Linked DNA regions of Sus scrofa: region 2 is linked to region 1. The links are chromatin contacts, called in public Hi-C maps. All regions are on one chromosome and are shown on one strand. The core of a region is the stretch at or near the end of the contact, and the rest is flanking DNA. Distances in the headings are between cores, read along the strand shown.

Evidence for each region. A called contact is a pair of places that touch in the nucleus more often than the background predicts.
Region 2: a Hi-C map of liver shows a contact between it and region 1, with 6 times the contacts expected there. The contact joins two enhancer-like sites. A contact is called at or near these places in 2 of 47 Hi-C or Micro-C datasets (epiblast stem cells and liver).

What each region holds. Positions count from the first base shown.
Region 1 is chr8:120,039,413-120,042,112 of Sscrofa11.1, reverse strand. No RefSeq gene overlaps it. Among named protein-coding and RNA genes, the nearest start is that of EMCN, 130 kb to the left of the region's middle. Within about 2 kb of position 1,427, at least 5 of the 83 cell types and tissues checked have an H3K27ac peak or open chromatin away from gene starts, as enhancers often do. A contact at or near this core is called in liver, where this site is marked.
Region 2 is chr8:120,278,352-120,281,051 of Sscrofa11.1, reverse strand. No RefSeq gene overlaps it. Among named protein-coding and RNA genes, the nearest start is that of DDIT4L, 92 kb to the left of the region's middle. Within about 2 kb of position 1,416, at least 5 of the 83 cell types and tissues checked have an H3K27ac peak or open chromatin away from gene starts, as enhancers often do. A contact at or near this core is called in liver, where this site is marked.

The DNA of each region.
Region 1 (2,700 bases), core at 178-2,677:
CTAGCAGAATGACTTTAATCAACAGACTCTAACAACCTCGCCTGTATAAACTGTGAGTGAAACATGACAGGCAAAGTAGAGGGTTCTAGTAAAACTTTTCATTTGCAGACATGAGTAACTCTGATGTGACTGCTTTTGCTTAAACACATCCCATGGCATCTCCTCACCCTATTTATGTGTCGGGACTACAGAGTAATAAAATTGAGGAATTATCCATAAAAATCCAGTCTCCTTACTTTATCACCAACCTTCGGAAAGGACTTTTCCATTCATCTTTCTCCATTTCTAAAAATAAATAAAATGCAACCGAGAAAAAACCTGACCTTTTTAGTTACTATGATTTATCAGTCACGTTCACTATCACCTCTTGCCTCATGCCCTGTTCAACGGCTTATGCTGAAAATAAAAATAATTGAAGGAGGTGGGGCCAATACACAGAAGAGCAGTGATGATAACATGGTGTGTGTGTGTGGGGGGGGATATAGAGAATCCTAAAAATGATAAAAATCAGTATCTCATCTTTTTAAAAATAGGGACAGGACTAAAATTACCCTCTGTTACTGTAGAAGGATTATTTATAGATTGGTATAAGGAAACAAGTTCTAAGAGAAGGATCACTGCCAGTTTTGTGGCTCTTAAGGCAAAGGCAAGGTCAAATCCCCTGATCAGTAGAGCAGCTTGTGAATAACAAATTAAGAAGCTGGTCCTCCTTCAGTGCTCTATGTGGCCTAGACATGTGCGTCCTTTCTCTGAAATTAATGAGACCTAAATGACCATGAAAGACCTGTGGACTTATGACTGTGCAAGGACTTCAAGTTCATAGATTTGTACATTTGGAAATTATTTTACTATATTCTCCTTTATTCTTTCTTTGCCATTTTTTTTTTTTTAAATAAAGCAAGTGTCTGTGTTTAATGGATTACAACTTGCTGGTTATGTGAAAAGCTGCACAAATCACATCTATGAATTCTCGGTTTATAACTTAAAACAATGCCAATCTTTGGTAAACTTTGAATTCAGTGTTAGGAGAGGTGTATTTTTATTGATTCCAAGTAGCAAATTACCCAGCAGCCGGGAGAATGAGTCAGCAGTATTGTAATAACTCTATTTGCTCTGAGAAAACCAAATAACAGGTTTCCATTGAATAAATATGATTCTGTTTACTCAATGACAAACTGGAAAATAAAATTGTTTTTCCGAAACTCCAGAATCACGTAAGCCATCTTTCAAAATAGAATTCTTACAATAAACTTTGGGATTCTTATTCTTCTTCTTTTTTTTTTAGCACTAAGGAACATAATCCTTGATATGTTTGAGCAGTAAATTTCCTGTGGACCCTATTTTAGTCATTTCCTACATTCCATGAACAGGATATGGGAGGGGTAGCTGCTTGCCATTTATCTAATCTATCACTAACCTCGGAAACTAAAGGTTAAATTCAACTCCATTCTTGCCCACAGGCTAACAGAGGGGAATCATTCAGTCACAGCAACCACCCACTTAATTTTCTTTAGGACGCTTTATCCTCTCCAGATCCAAACAGCAAGCAGCTGGAAGAATAAAATTTGTGTCTCTCATTCAAAAACACATGAATGCTCTCTAGCATGAGCGAAGAGAAACAGTAATTGAATGTCCATAACTATAAAACAGCTTCAAAGTAGTATCATGCATATACGAATTTGTCTGTTGTAACAGTTATCTTCCCGTCCATGGTGACATTGTAATTGCTAAATGATTAACTAGTAACATGTCATAAATCTAATCTCCTTTCTTTCGCTCATGAAGGTGATGTAACTGATCTGGCAATAGTGGGCCTATAATTCAGATTACTGTCTAGTTAGGAGGAAAATTTGGGATTTTTCTATCCATTGTAATGAAAATGGTGAAAAACAGAAAAAAAAAAGGCTTAAGGAAAGTGTGAAGGGGAACTTTGTAATTTTACAGTGTTCATTTACATTCTGTATAAGGACAAGATACAAATAGAATAATAAAATAAGGATTAAAGGCATAATTTTTTAGGGTCAAAAGATGCTGCATTTTCCATGGGTCTGTGGCTGGCTAAACTTTTTACGCTTGCTTTATAAATGAGGGAAAGTAGTTTTTACTTTCCTCACTAGTTACATGATATCTCATCCCAGAAGAGCTGCCTCCGGAGAAAAATTAGTGCTTAACCTGGGATTCTGGGAGTTTGCTTTGCTTGCTGGTAGAGATCGTCTAACTGTGTATACTTGTCCAAGATACAAATGGGAAAAATAAGAAATTAGGAACAAAGAGAACTGGAAACCTAATGACAGTTACAATATGCTATTGTTGGTCAATTCTTCAGTTGACTAAAAAGAGTTCTCTTTCATTTTTACTTGCTTAAAAAATATTGTCTTCCATACTCTCTCAGGGTTGAATTCCAGAAGGATACCTTAAAAGAAGATTTAAGGATAAACTAATGCCTTGGTATAACCTTGAAACTAACTGATACAATGATAAAGAGTGTTCTTACTCCCAAACTGAAATGTGGTTCCTCAGCCTCAGAACCCATGGTCTTTGGGATAAGAGGTGAGTTTGAGATGCAATCTGACCCTGCTCTACCTTCTGCTCTGGGAGGAATTAGAATGGCCTTGTGTGTGCAAGGCTACTGGAGGCAGGAGACATGAAGATCAGGTTATGTTCATAAACCTTTTAAAGCTCTTTGAAAGATGACCCAAA
Region 2 (2,700 bases), core at 167-2,666, 240 kb before region 1:
TAACATAAGTGGACTCAAACAATATTTGTCTGTTTATGTACAATTTCCCTTTTAAAATGGATTTTACAGCATTAAGGAGATGACTTGAACGCTCCAAGTGGCTCCTGCACTTACCTTTAGTTTCCAGCTCAGTTACCAGTCCATGAAATATGGTAGGAGAGGCATGAGGGCTTCCCTTTTTGCCCCAGTGAGAACATGCCTCAATCCCTGGTGTCAAAGACAAATTAATTTCATGCCTTAGCAAACCAAGAGACTATATTATACTCATGCAAGAACAGTTTTATGTAAGTTAAGGAAATCAAAGTATATTGAGGAATACCTGTGGTAGCTCAGCAGTAATGAACCCAACTAGTATCCATGAGGATGTGGGTTCAATCCCTGGCCTTGCTTGGTCAGTTAAGGATCCGGCATTGCTGTGAGCTGTGATGTAGGTTGCACACGTGCTCAGATCCCATGTTGCTGGGGCTGTGGTGTAGGTCGGCAGCTGTAGCTTTGATTCAACCCCTAGCCTGGGAACTAACATATGCCAAAGGGATGGCCCTAAAAAGATGAAAAAAAAAATAATGGATTAACTGAGATTATCCCCTTTATTTTATATGTGTGTGCATGTGTGTGTATATACTCATAAAGGAAATGATTTTGCATGTGTTACATTAATAACTAATCTCCATAAGACGTGGTACAGCTTGAAAGGTCTTTTTCACAGACATTTTCCTATCAGATGTTGTTAATGTTAACTAATGAACATGTTAATGTTTATTCTCACATTGAGATGCCGTCATTCAGACTCAGTGAGATTAACTCCTTCACATGAACGAGGCAAATGAGTGTTGCTGCTGGACCCCAGTGCAATTCCACTGTGTTGGCACCACCTTTCCCCACTCCTTAATTACCCCCCAGGGGCATAGGAAGCCTTGTCTGGGCTGCGTGGAGTCCCAGTTTGGTGCACTAATCAGCAGATGCAGTGCTGGCTTTCTTTTAACCTGACCTTCCAAGAGACCTTTCCCTGTGTCCAACACTCTGCTGCTCACTCTAAGGACCAGACACTTGACCTACACATTGTGAGGCTCTGTGAGGGTCAGAAACTTCCCATGTCTGGCAAAGAGCTTCCCCCCGAGCTGCAGTAATTAGGGATCAGGAACTCTCTTCCTTCACTAAAACTGGGTCACATTTCAGATAGTGTTGAGAGAGTGTGGCGTGGCAGCTGACCAAGTTCTGCTGCTGGCAACAAGCATGGAAAACGGCCTTATGTTAAAGTCCAACACGAAATTGCAAACGATTAAAATAATAATAAAAAAATGCTGCCAACGGTATTAAAAAAAAAAAAAACAAAAACACTTGCAACATGTAAGGAACATCGCGTAAAGCATATTGGTTTACTCTGTGATCTCTCTGCTGTATCTCTGTGCCAGGTCTTACAGGAAACACAGCTAAGGGAGAAAGGTATGAAGCAGAAACCTCAGCGTGCTTTCTTGACTCCTGGAGCCTCATACTCCCAAGAGTATTGTCAGAGTGGTTTTTAATTTTTTTTTTTTTAAGCTAGTTTGGCAAAGCTGTAAGCAGTGTTTTATTTCTTGAACCCTGGCTGGGCACGTCCATTAATGAAGCGTATTCTGCTGGTCCTGCAGAGTCCCAGGCAGGGAAGTGGGTCCTGCTGCCTGGATTCATCCCTCAGTCGCTCCTTGTTTGCTCCTGTTTTCCATGGCACTTTGATCCTTTCTTGTTTCCACTCCAAATTGGTCTCCATGTATCCTATGTCATTTGGCACACTTCTGTTAAAGAACTTATAATATCCCAGCTCCTCTGAATTCTCCATGGTCTCTTTTGTCCTTTCTGTGTATAATGTTCATTGCTCTAAAGCCCACAGTTGAATCTTGCTAAGATAAGCTCCACGGCTCTGCTTGTTTCTCTGTAGATTCATCACACGCCCTTACTCCAAAGAGTTCACATGTTAGCCAAAAGTTCTTTTTTCTTTTTTAAATGATGTTTGATTTTAACAATTTGAAAGATCGATTTTAAAAAAAATCTGTCGTGGTTTGCTAATTTGTTATTGTTGCCCAATGTGCTTAGACTAGTTGAGTTTTTAACTTGAAAAAGTAAATCTTATCAAGAGATACCTTCATGGAATGACTCAAAAGAATCTTTCTAACTAATTGTGCTAGACTGGACGAGTTGTTAGACCTTTCCAGACATCTATTCTGCGTCGAAAATAAGGAGTGGAGACTTCCATTTGCCTTGGACCATTAAAATGCAACGATTTTATAAATGTATAAAATGAAAAGGAAATCTGGCACGTTGCCTGAGGACTCCTAGCAGTTACATTTCAGATGCTCTTGGCTGTGTGTTTCTAGAAATCAATCTCCTCATTAATCCTCTTTCAACTTATTTTGAAATTCAGCCTCTGGGAGTTCTCATTGTGGCTCAGTGGTAATGAACCTGACTAGTATCTATGACGACAGAGGTTCAATCCCTGGCCTCACTCAGTGGGTTAAAGATCCAGCCTTGCTGTAAGCTGTGGTGCAGGTCACATATGCAGCTTGGATCCTGCTGTGGCTGTGGCGTAGGCTGGCAACTGTAGCTCCAATTCGACTCCTAGCCTGGGAAATTCCATATGCTGCAGATGCAGCCCTAAACAGCAAAGAAAAAAAAAAAAAAAGAAAGAAAGAAAGAAAGAAAGAAAAGAAAAGAAAAGAAATTCAG